Linked DNA regions of Mus musculus: region 2 is linked to region 1. A link is a contact called in public HiChIP or PLAC-seq data. All regions are on one chromosome and are shown on one strand. Each heading gives the region's core, a stretch centred on a gene start, on an enhancer-like site or on the middle of the called end of the contact. The rest is flanking DNA. Distances are from core to core; before and after follow the strand shown.

What was found. HiChIP or PLAC-seq counts read pairs in DNA pulled down with a chosen protein or histone mark.
Region 2: an H3K27ac HiChIP or PLAC-seq map of embryonic stem cells shows a contact between it and region 1, with 8 read pairs. The contact joins the promoter of Dgka here to the enhancer-like site in region 1. A contact is called at or near these places in 9 of 39 promoter capture datasets (the 3T3-L1 cell line, the C10 cell line, the HPC-7 cell line and 6 more), 4 of 484 Hi-C or Micro-C datasets (the G1E-ER4 cell line, Th1 cells and embryonic stem cells), 6 of 115 datasets of contacts at active chromatin or transcription factors (the 230-238 cell line, the HPC-7 cell line, the SCID.adh cell line and 1 more) and 3 of 9 other capture datasets (adipose tissue, liver and pancreatic islet).

The regions. Positions count from the first base shown.
Region 1 is chr10:128,602,343-128,608,977 of GRCm38.p6, reverse strand. No RefSeq gene overlaps it. Among named protein-coding and RNA genes, the nearest start is that of Erbb3, 16 kb to the right of the region's middle. Within about 2 kb of position 2,282, at least 17 of the 459 cell types and tissues checked have an H3K27ac peak or open chromatin away from gene starts, as enhancers often do. A contact at or near this core is called in embryonic stem cells, where this site is marked.
Region 2 is chr10:128,739,479-128,745,579 of GRCm38.p6, reverse strand. Dgka (diacylglycerol kinase, alpha) reads left to right here and starts at 1,504. Exons shown (of 24, transcript NM_016811.3): 1 at 1,504-1,784. Gm31504 (predicted gene, 31504) reads right to left here and starts at 633. Exons shown (of 2, transcript NR_168573.1): 1 at 385-633; 2 at 1-239.

The DNA of each region.
Region 1 (6,635 bases), core at 1,033-3,532:
CAATTTTTAAAAGTTATGTGTATGAATGTTTTACCTGTATGTATGTGAACAGCAAATGTGCAGTGCCCTTGGAGGCCAGAAGAGAGCGTCAGATCCCCTGAAACTGGAATCAGAGACAGTGTGCTGAATTTGAATCCTCAGCAAGAGCAAGAAGTGCTCTTAATTGTTGAGCCATCCGAGTGGGGGTGGGTGGGTATGGGGGACTTTTGATATAGCATTGGAAATGTAAATGAGCTAAATACCTAATAAAAAATGGAAAAAAAAATTGTTGAGCCATCCCTTCAGTCCTGAATGTGTTACATTTAGTTCTTAGAACAGCCTTGCGCTGGCAAGACGGTTCAGAAGGTAGACTTGCCATCCAGTGCCCAGGATTCATGTAAAAAGACAAAAGGAGATTCTCTCTCTCTCTTTCTTTTAAAAAGAGACTTTCAGCCAGGTGTGGTGGCGCATGCCTTTAATCTCAGCACTCAGGAGGCAGAGGCAGGCAGATTTCTGAGTTCGAGGACAGCCTGGTCTACAAAGTGAGTTCCAGGACAGCCAGGACTATACAGAGAAACCCTGTCTCGAAAAAAAAAAACCAAACCCTCCCCCCAAAAAGAAGAAGAAGGAGGAGGAGGAGGAGGAGGAGGAGAAGGAGGAGAAAGAGAAGGAGAAGGAGGAGAAAGAGAAGGAGAAGGAGGAGAAAGAGAAGGAGGAAAAGGAGAAGGAGGAGAAGAAGGAGAAGAAGGAGGAGAAGAAGAAGAAGAAAAGAAAGACAGAGATAGGAGACCCCCAAAAGCAAAATATCTAACCAGACTAGCCAAACTGGTGAGCTTTGAGTTCAGCAAGAAATGCCTCAAAATACAAGGAAGATCTCAATATCAGTGGTGGCTACACACATGAGCTCACGGTGGGTGGTGCATACAGAAAGGTGGCTACATACATGTGCATACAGAAATACACATATGCATGTACATGACATACCCACACCTACACAAAGTCAAGCAATCTTTGAATTATTGTAAATATTGCCATTTAATAAATTTTATGGCCCTGCGGTGGTGACACATGCCTTTCATCCCAGCACTCGGGAGGCAGAGGCAGGAGGATTTCTGAGTTCGAGGCCAGCCTGGTCTACAAAGTGAGTTCCAGGACAGCCAGGGCTACACAGAGAAACCCTGTCTTGAAAAAAAAAACTAAATAAATAAATAAATAAAAATAATAAAATAAAATAAATTTTATAGGCAGGTATGGTGTTGAATATCTTTAATCCCAACACTTAGAGGCCAGAGGCAGGAGATCTCTATGAATTAGAGGTCAGCACGGTGAGTTCCAGGAGAGCCAAGGCTAAACAGAGAGACACTGTCTCAAAACAAACAAAACAAACCCCCCTACTTCTTTCCATACAATATATTTTGATCATGTTCCTTCTTCTCTGAAGCGGAAACGTCTAGTTTTGGAAAGTCAATTATGTCAAATGATGTTTTGCTGGGGCACACAGGTGAAAAGATTGTCTTGCTAAAGCAGACATGGTAAAGAATGTTTTCCTGAAGCAGGCACAGGTGAAAGGATGTTTTGCTATAGCAGATACGTGAAAGAATGCTGAGGAAGGAGTATAAATATGATCCCACAGACAGTGGGAGACGAGCACTGAGAATTGGTTTGGTTTTGCTCCACCTCGCTACTCTTCACTAACCCTGTCTCGGAAAAAAAAAGTCCTTCCCCCATATGTCTTCCTCTTTTTAAAGAATTATTTATTTTATGTATATAAGTACATTGTAGCTACTTCAGACACAACAGAAGGGGGCATCTGATCACTTTACAGATGGTTGTGAGCCACCATGTGGTTGCTGGGAATTGAACTCAGGACTTTCAGAAGAGTAGTCAGTGCTCTTACCCGATGAGCCATCTCTCCAGCCCCCCCGTCTACCTACCTTTCTTTCTTTCTTTCTTTCTTTCTTTCTTTCTTTCTTTCTTTCTTTCTTTCTTTCTTTCTTTCTTTCTCTCTCTCTCTCTCTCTCTCTTTCTCTCTCTCTCTCTCTCTCTCTCTCTCTTTCTTCCTTTCTTTCTTTCTTTTTTCCTTTTCTTTTTCTTTTTCTTTTCTTTTTTTTGAGATAGCATCACAGGCTGGATAGAATCACAAATAGCCCAGGCTGGCTCAGACTCTCCTTTAGCTGAGAATGACCATGAATTCCTGCCTCCACCCCCCAAGAATGGAATTCTAGGTATGTCACACTTACTCCAACTCTACAGTTGATTTTTTAAAAGTGTGCAGCCCAATTTGATAGCACTGGGACCCAGCCCTCAGGGTGGTGGGTGGGGGAGGAGGCACCAGGATCAGGAGTTCAGCCATTCTCCATCCTTGGATGCATCAAACGTTCAAGGTCAGCCTGTGCTGCCTGAGATCTTGACTCACAACAAGCAAAAGCAGCACTTCAGGTTGGAACATAGCTCAATGAGATCACCTACTCATGCAGGAGGCCCTGGGTCTGATCGCCAGTGCCCTTATAGACAAATACAAAACAAAACAAAAAAATAAAAAACAAAAACAAAGTTTGGAATTACCTCAGTGGTAAAGCACTTGCTTAGCATTTGTAAGGTCCTGGGTTTAGCCCTGAACAGTCCTCGCCTCTCAGAAGATTAATGTTTTAACAGCTTTATTGAATATAATAGGAAATGCAGTGATGGGTGCTAAGCACAGGTAATCCCATGGAGGGAGGGAGGGAGGGAGGGAGGGAGGGAGGGAGGGAGAGAGGGGGATATTTGCAGTGTGCAGGGGAGGAGAACTGAGACAGCTCCACAAAGCCACCCATTGTCAAGTCTGACAACCTGAGCCAATTCCAGAGCCCACATAGTAGAAGGAGAGCTTCCATGTACATGTGTGTACAAAAATATATTCTTAAATATTTTGGGGGGTTGGGGATTTAGCTCAACAGTAGAGTGCTTGTCTAGCAAGCACAAGGCCCTGGGTTCAGTCATCAGCTCTGAAAAAAAAAAGATAAAATAATATTTTTCAATGTTGTTGTTTGTTTGTTTGTTGTTTTTGTTTGCTTGTTTGTTTGAGGCAGGGTTTTTCTGTGTTGCCCTGGCTGTCCTGGAACTCACTCTATAGACCAGGCTGACCTTGAACTCAGAAATCCACCTGCCTCTGCCTCTCAAGTGCTGGGACTAAAGGTATGTGCCACCACTGCCTGGGTCAATGTATTTTTTTTTTTTATGCACATGAGTGTTCTGCCTTCTTGTGTGTATGTATGTATGTCCAGCATACATACATAGACAGAAGCCAGCTTCTGTATGCAGGTAAGTAAGAAGGTAGGCAAGGCAGGCAGGTAGACAGACAGACAGACAGACAGAAGCTCCTTTAAAGCAACAATTGGAGTTCCCCACTGAAATTTCTGGGCAGAGCAGAGTATCCTCTCTGGTGAGGCTTTCAAGCAAAAGAACAAACAGTCACTGTCCTGGCTGGTTTTGTGTGTCAACTTAGCACAAGCTGGAGTTGTCCCAGAGAAAGGAGCCCCCCTTGAGGAAATGCCTCCATGATCCTGCTGTAAGGCATTTTCTCAACTAGTGATCAAGGGGAGGAGGGGCCAGCCCATTGTGGGTGGTGCCATCCCTGGGCTGGTGGTCTTGGGTTCTATAAGAAAGCAGGCTGAGCAAGCCAGGGGAAGCAAGCCAGTAAGCAGCACCCTCCATGGCCTCTGCTTCAGCTCCTGCCTCCAGGCTCCTGCCCTGTGTGAGTTCCTGTCCTGCCTTCCTTTGGTGATGAACAGCAATGTGGAAGTGTAAGCAGAATAAACCCTTTCCTCTCCAAGTTGCTTCTTGGGGATGCGTGTTTTATGCAGGAATAGAAACCCTGACTAAGACAGTCACAGACAGAGACACACATCAAATTCAGCTCTTAACATCCACAAAAGCTGGCTGCACAGGACATCCTCAGCAGGACAGGAAGCCTCTGCAGGGTTCCAGACTGAGCTGAGCTTTTGCTCCAGGCTGTTTCCCAGTTCTCCTTCTCACTGTAGTTGTTTTAAAACTTATGGGATAAACAACAGTGACCTCTGAGAAACATTCCCCTTCTGGCTTTTCTCAAGGACAGTGTTTTACCAGGCCTGTTTTGCTATTCTCGTCCCTCCCTGTCACAGAGTTAAGAGGGCAGCCCATACCCAGACAAGGGACCTTAGAGGACACTTGAAGACCATCATGCTCAGGTCTGAAAATGTGAGGCAGGGCAATCCCATGGCTAAGGCCTGTTTTTATTTCTTTGAGACAGTTTGTTATGTGGTTGGGAGGTGTACCCTTAAATCCACTGTGTGACCCAAGTTGGCCTCAAACTTGTGATCCTCCTGCCTCCTAAATGCTGGGATTACAGGCATGTGCCAACAAGCCCAGACCATATAATGCTGAAGATCAAATCAGGTCCTTATGAATGCTGGGTAAATACTGTATGGACAGAGTGACACCCCTAGCCTGTTTTGTTTTCAGTTAGAATCTCTTAAGGCAGCTCCCCTACCCAGGTTCACTTCATTTTTTATTTTTTAATTTTTTGGGGGGTGGGGGGTGGGGGAAAATGGTAGGTGGAGTTCAGATGTAATCTCCTGGAACTGAAATAAGATGAGACAGAAAGCAGGCATTGTATTGCTCTCCAGTAATCCAAGGACATTGCTTCAAACTTAAAGACAGTCTGGGTCTATTTAGCAAGCTCCAGACCAAGGCTTATAATGAGTCCAGATCTTATCGAAACAAACAGAAGGTGAGGAGGATAGGGCTGAGGAGGAAGGGGGGAGGAGGAGGAGGAGGAGGAAGAGGAAGAGGAAGAGGAGGAAAAGGAAGCTAAGGATATATAGCTCAGCCATAAAGTGCTTGCCTGACTCATAATTTCATTTAGTTTCATTTTCTTTTCTTCCTCTTCCCACCATTTTCTCTCTTTGCACCATTTTCTCTCTTTTTCAAGTAAGCCAGGCTGATCTTGAACACCTGATTCCCCCTGCCTCCACTTCCCAAATGCTGCATTATAGTCATGAACCACCACACTGACCTATAGCTTCCTAGACTGTGAGTGGAGACCCCCTATGGACACCTAAGTGATTGTATGGGTGTGCAAGACATTTGGTGGCAGCAGAAGTTTTCTGGACACGCAGACTCCAAAACCGAATTCAAAGTCAAACATGAAATGAATCTGACGTGTTTCTGACCACATGTGCCTGTGTTGTATCACGGGCCTCGGTAGTCTTGCTTTTGAACACATGGCACGCTAGTGTACTACCGTGCATGCCGTCAGGCCACAGTAGCACATCTATAGAGTGTATTATGTTAGAATGTTTGCTTTGTTGTCGTCCTGGCTGAACCGGAATTTACTATGTAGATCAGGCTAGCCTCAAACTCATGCCTATTCTTCTTGGGTGCTGGGATTAAAGGTGTTTACCACTATACCCATAGGACATTTGCTTTTTTTTTTTTTTTTTTTTTCGAGACAGGGTTTCTCTGTGTAGCCCTGGCTGTCCTGGAACTCACTCTGTAGACCAGGCTGGCCTCGAACTCAGAAATCCGCCTGCCTCTGCCTCCCGAGTGCTGGGATTAAAGGCGTGCGCCACCACGCCCGGCGGACATTTGCTTTTTTAAAGTGTTATTTGTGTTGTTGACTTAAGTTTTATTGAAAGAAAGAAAGAGAGAGAGAGAGAGAGAGAGAGGAAGGAAGGAAGGAAGGAAGGAAGGAAGAAAGAAAGAAAGAAAGAAAGAAAGAAAGAAAGAAAGAAAGAAAGAAAGAAAGAAAGAAAGATAGATCATTGAATGATAGATCAGGTATGAAGGCATCTATCTTTAACCCCAACACTCAGGAGCAAAGGCAGTCAGTTTTCTGTGAATTGAAGACCAGCCTGGTCTAAATAGCAAATTCCAGGTCAGTCAAAAGTACATGGTAAGATCCTGTCTCCAAAGTAAATAAATGACCATTGACTAAATTTTAGCTTAAGATTAGGATAGAATTTCTAACAATTTTTGAAATTGCCATTTTGTAGTATGTATTATACAAAATGTCATCTCAGCGTTGACAACTAAAAAAAAAATCAAAATATCAGTCAGCTGTGAAAAACAGGAAGCTACTCTATGCCCTGGAGTATGAAATATTCAGCCAAAGGGACGTGGCTCGGTTGGTGGAGTACTGGAAGCCATCCCCAGTGCCATAAACACTGGGAGCAGCAACACATGCCTGCAGCCCCAGAATCAGGGATGCAGAGACAAGATCAGAATTTCACATTCATTCTCAGCTAAGCAAGTACTCTATTACCACAGCTGCATCCCAACCCTCTAGTTCAAGGTCAGCCCCAGCTAAGATAAACAGTATAATAAAATAGAAAGCAGTCAAAGGTAGTCAAAGTTCCTTTCATATCAGTATGTCCTCCTGTTTGTTTATTTTGAGATGGAATCTTTCTCTGGAGTCTGGGCTGGCCTCACACTCACAGAGATCTTCCTGTCTCTGCCTCCGTAGTGCTGGGACTAAAAGTGTGTGCCACCAGGCCCTCCCTCTCTTGTTTATTTTTGGGGAATTGTCTTAAGTCGCTCTTTGTTGCTGAGAGAAAACACGCAAGCAGGGAAACCTGAAGGTTTAATTTCACTTGAGCTTCAGAGGCCTAAAATCCATGTTGGCAGAATGAAGGGTGATT
Region 2 (6,101 bases), core at 255-2,754, 140 kb before region 1:
CTGTGAGTAAGGAGGCGATGTAGGAAGGGGAGATAGACTTTGCTAACGGTGACGCATATACTGTTAAGAAGAAGGGTGTGGGGTAGCGGTATAGATCCGTGGTGCAGCACCGGAGAAGCACGTTCCAGGCACTGAAGCTCATCTGCAGCATGGTGGTGACAGTGATGGAGGAGGAAGAGGAAAAATGAAAACAAAAACAAAGCAGTGAAGGGTCAGGATGCAAGCAAACCAGAACAAACCTGAAAAGGACAGCAGAACAGAGACAGGTCACTCTCCGACTCCCGATCTGAATCTAAAGTTTAAATAACAACAGCAGCAGCAAACCCCACTACTCTAGAGAGTTGCTTCAACAGCTTTGTCTCCAAATACTTGAAGACTACTTACTTCTGTTTCCACTAGAGGGCCTTTTGTTTCTTTCGGTTTTTTTTTTTTCTTTTCTTTTCCTTTCTCTTCTTTTTTTTTCTTCTCTCTCTCTCTCTGACCCTCACTGGACCCGAATATATACACACATTTCCAACAAGCAGTCTGCTCTCCCACTCCTTTCTATTCCCAGCTGTAAGAGGATACAATTCCAAGAACACAAGGCTTTGTTGTGCTGCTCCTACTTCAGAGAAGGGTAGGAGGGAGTTAGTCGTGGGTTTGGGGCGGGGCGGGGGATGCAGGATGCCTGGGTCCCCAGTCCCTACCAGTAAATCCCCACTCATTGGTCTCCTTTCCGTTCAGCCTCACACCAACCATGCTGCTTCAAGAGTCCTGACAGCTCCAATAACAGGTAGGAGGAACTGAAAGGCTCTGCCTTCAGACTCTACCTTTGCCCAACGACTTCTGTGCCATCTGCCAAGGCCAGAGGGTAAAGTGCTAGGGTTGGGTATGAAGAAAAGGTGAACACAGTCAAACGTTGTTTTATGCACCTAAATCTCCACCCTAGTCTTAAGGAAAGGATATGGATTTTGAGAGAAAAGGCTGTGCATAGACAAGTCCGAGGCGGAGCTGAGGAACTCGGAGGAGAGGTGGGCAATTATCTCAGGCAGGGTCAAGCAATGTGAAGCCATGTGGAGAAGGAAATGCACCTAGGTCTAGGGTTGTGTGTGAATTGTGGAACTCTGGCCTTGCCTCTCTGGGTTCTCCTGAATGTGGAATCATTGACTTGGGCAGGCGCGTCCAAAGTGATGATTTGGAGATTGGAGGGCCGGCCAATTGCTGACCAGTCGCTGGGTGGTTCCAATCAGCACCCTGACCCCTACCTTGGCTTTCCTGGGAAGGGATGATGGGAGAGGCTTTGACTAATTAGAAAAGAAAGATAGAAGTAGAGCTGCCCCAGGCATGGGAAGACAGAAGCGTAGGAGTGGAGAAAGTGGCACAAACCAGAGCCCTGGAGATACTCTGAAGGCCCGGAGCAGATTGTGTTGGAAAGCTGGCAACAGCGGTGGGCTTGGGCGCGGCAGGAGGGCAGGCTGGGTCGGGGGCGGGCAGTGTGTCGTCAGGAGCTGGGCGGCCCCGCAGCGGCCGCGTCTTCCTAACCCGTCCCCTCCTGTCCAGCTCGGGCTCCGGCGCCCCTGCTCTGACCGTGCGCTCTCTTGGGTCAAGGTAGAGCCCCCGCGAGCCCCGTGCCACTCGCACACTCTCGCACCCGGCCAAAAGGGCAGCGGAAGGGGCCGCCCCACCGACTGGGTGAGGGCTGCGGCGTCCAGAGAAGGAAGCGTTGACAGCTGGAAGCTGCTGCTGGAAGGGTTTGCGCTGGGACTCCGGGACTGCCGTAGCGCTGCGCAAGACGCAAGACCGGGGTAAGCTGCGTTTCCCCCAGACCTTTCCTCCACCCTTATCCCTCTTGCTCACTCGGAGAGCTGGGAAGCTCAGCTCCTGGGAACTCGGAAGAAAGGTGCCTTTTGAAAACCCAAGGTGCCACACGGGTGAAGAAGGGTTCTTCTTTGGCCTCCGATCCTTTCCACACCTGTCACGGGGAGTTTTCTGGAAAAACTGGGTGGGAAGCCACTTTTCAGATTTAAATAAGAAATGAACCTGACTACCGAGGCAGAAAAGTAAATATTATTGGTCATCTCTACAGCCTCAAAAAATACAAGCCCACATCCCCCAACTATGCCAACATCGTAACTTCCTCCTGTACTAGTAGCTACGACACCCTCCGTACAGGAACATAGTGTGCCACCCCCTTATCCAGGCAACACAATTATCCCTGATGTTTATGGCGATTTAATGAATTCTGATGCTTCAAGACAAAAACAAAACAAAAAACAACCTCTCTGACTAGTAGCAGGGATGGGAAGGAAAGAACGGACCCTCAACCCTGGGAAAAAGGGATGCCTGATGTGGTTAGTCCAGCTCATTAGGCTTGGTTCTAAAGCTAGGAGTACCTGCTCTGTGAAGTCTCTTGCTGGGGCATCCTGAACGTCCTAGAAACACGCTAATTCTTGAGTAATGATGAATTTGAAAGCGGGTAATGAAGTGAAAGGAAACGTTAAGTGTTAGTGGAAACCTTATCTCTTTGATAGCTGCAATTTTAGTATTCAGTGTTTAAAGTTAGATCTGAAGAAGGAGAGGCGCCAAGATTTGGTGGACGTAATTTGAACAGGTTGTCTAAGAGTCTTGACTGGGATCCTAAGCCCAGAATGTTGTAGGATTCTTTCCCTCCCCTCCAAGTCAGTTTCTCTGGTCTCACCCTAAGTTGGTAGAGGTGAGGGAAACCCGGGGTGGGGTTGGGGGGAGGGGGAGCGTGAGTCACAAATAGCTGGGGGTAGGACTACAGACACCACCCTTCCAGCCCTGCATCTGTCTGGACTAGCCCAGGTTATAGCCTCAGGGTTGGGATGAAGCTAGAAGACTTTGGACTTGTTCCAGGTCTTTAAGATCCCAGGATCCTGTAGTTTGCTCTCGGTCAGGTCCAGGGGCAGCCAATTTATACTCTCTGACAGAAGTCAGGGCATCTGACTAGATCCCTAGAAACCCCTATGTCCAGGGTCCCAACCCACAGATGTTCCTAACTCTATAGTTTCCAGCCACCTCCTCATTTTCTCAGAGGCAAATTCACCATCTTGATGCTACTACATGTCTGTACCTGACATAAGTATTTGTATTTTAAGTGGAAGGTACATAGTTGAGCCTTGCTACGGATAGAAGTCACTAGAATTTGTGAGTTCTTGGCTTAAAAGTACCATTTATCCTAATATCCAAATGTGTTTCTTTTTCTCACTTTGTGGGTGTGTAGGGGGACAGGGTCTAACCAAAGTTTCCCATGCTGTCCTTAAACTTACTTTGTAGCCTAGGCAGGCCTTAAGCATCCCACCCCCTTATCCGAGTCTCCTGAGTAGCCGGAATTGTCTATATTACCACGCTTCACCAGACATAAGACTATTTTTGTGTGTCACCTTATATAATATTGGTTGATGTTTATTGAATTCTCATTCTGTATCACACATTTCACTATGCATAATTGCTATATAAACTTACTTAAAAACCCACTTTGTGACCGACTAGGTACCTGTTTATTGATAAGATTGGGCTAGTGTATATAGATCAGTAGCTATGCACTACTGAGGATAACCTGACATGCTTGAGATCTTAAGTCCCTGAGTTTGATTCCCAGCTTTAACATTTTTAATGTGGTTCAGTGAGTAAAAGGACTCATCCAAGAGCTGAGATTCCAGCTTGCACCTAATTCAAAGGTCCATTCTCAAGCAGGGTGTGGCTGCAGATGCCTGTAATCCCAGCTGTAACAAGAGCTGCATAGTGAGACTCTGGCTCAAAAACAAACAATAAAAGCAAAAAAGTTCTCAGTTTCCATTATATATTGCCTCTCCCAGGTGTGAGATCTGGAGAGTCAAAGAAGGGACAGGAAGGACTCGTGTCATTGTGAAGAATGACCAGAGAGGTGCCTTGGCCTCTCTCTTTTCTTGGTTCCTTATTTGTTTTTTTCCTCAGTCTCCATTTCCCAGAACTTTGGAATCATCTAAAATTCCCCAGCAATACTCAGAGATGCTAACTAAGCTGTTCAAGTTCTTATGTATTATTATGTATCATAAGACTCTTATATATTCACTAGCTCTGTTGGCAGCAAAGGATGGGTTATAGTCACTGATGAAGTCCAGAAAGGCAAAGTCCTTTTCTTAGGTGTCATTGTCCTAAAAGGTCATTTTCAAATCTTCTCAGAGAGCCTTTGGAACACAGATGTTACTTAGTACCTACTATGTTCCCTCCACGTTATCTCATACTTTCCTGACTGCCAAGTGGACACTCAGTGGCATGCTATTCATCCAAACTTGGACTAATTGACCCCGCCAAAAACGACTACCAAAGTTTATAGAACCTTTTGTACAACCCATATTAAGAATCCAGTCGGGCTGGTGAGATGGCTTAGTGGGTGAGAGCACCCGACTGCTCTTCCAAAGGTCCAGAGTTCAAATCCCAGCAACCACATGGTGGCTCACAACCATCCGTAACAAGATCTGACTCCCTCTTCTGGTGTGTCTGAAGACAGCTACAATGTACTTACATATAATAATAAATAAATCTTTAAAAAAAAAAAAAAAAAAAAAAAAAAAGAATCCAGTCGATGCTGAATCCTGTTTTAGGTACTGAGGAAAGAGTAGAAAGAGGACTGGTAAGGTCCTGCCTCTGTGGAACCAAGGTCTTGGTCAAATACAAACACTTAAGGAAGGGATAAAAATTTCTACTGGTGATTTGACAGGGAAACCACATTGAGGTAGAACAAGAAAAGTAGCGAGATGGAGGGAGAAGATTTACATGAGTTTCAAGCCAGCTTGAGCTAGTGAGACCCTGCCTCAAAGTAAAACAAACAAACAAACAAACAAACAAACAGGATCCAACATCAAGGAAGTTCTCATGAAGGAGCTGGTCTTTTAGTTGAGACAAGAGGAGTAGGGGAAATGTCCTAAGCAGCCAGCACAGCAGGGACCATGGTGTAGTCAGGTAAAACCTCAGCATACTTGTGAACAGGAGGGCAGCATGTGGCAGGGAGAGTGGAGCTGTGTGCTGGGGCTGGAGCCTCACTCCCCGGCTTATCAGTTGTCTTGGGCTCTCCCAGCCCATGACTTCCTTGAGCTTCAGCTGTATCTTCCTTCTCCTCTCTTCCTCTTCTTTTTTTTTTTTTCTTTTTTATAAAGTTTTGTTTATTTTTAGTGTGTATGGGTGTGCACGTGCACACACATATACCACAGTAGTATAAATAAGTGTGTTGGTCAGAAAACAACTCTGTAGAGTTGGTTCATTCTTACCTTTTTCTTTCTCTTCCTCCTCTTCCTCTTCTTCCTCCTCCTCCTCTCCCCCATCCCCCTTTACAGAGTTTCAGTCTGTCCTGGAACTTGCTCTAGATCAGGCTGTCTTTAAACTCACAAAGATCCCTCTGTTTCTGCCTCCTCCCGTATGCTAGGATTAAAGGTGTGAGCCACCACAACCCAGCTCGTGTTTTTAGGTTTTTTTTTTTTTGTTTTTTTTTTAATTTTTACTTACTTATATATGAATATTCTGAGTGTATATATGATACATGCCAGAAGAGGGCATCAGATCCCATTATAGATGGTTGCTGGGAATTGAACTCAGGAGCTCTGGAAGAATAACCAGTGGTCTTCATCAATGAGCCATCTCTCTCCAGCCCTCATACTCTTACCCTTCTATGTTCTGGAGATGCAACTAAGGTCGCCAGGATTGTGCAGCAAGCTCCTTTACCTGCTCAACCTTCTCATCAGCCCCACTTGGTTTTTTTTTTGTTTGTTTTGTTTTGTTTTGTTTTGTTGTTAAGATTTATTTATTTTATGTGAGTACATTATAACTCTCTTCAGACACCCCAGAAGAGGACATCATATCCCATTACAGATGGTTGTGAGGCACCATGTGGTTGCTGGGAATTGAACTCAGTACCTTCGGAAGAGCAATCAGTGCTCTTAACTGCTGAGCCATCTCTCCAGCCCCCTTGGGTTTTTTTTTTTGTTTGTTTGTTTGTTTTGTATTATTTGTTTGTTTTTTGAGACTGGGTCTGGCTAAAAAGTATGTATCGAAGAACTCAATGTGTAGAACTGTCTGTCCCCAAACTCAGAGATCTACCTACCTGTGCCTCTTAAGTGCTGAGA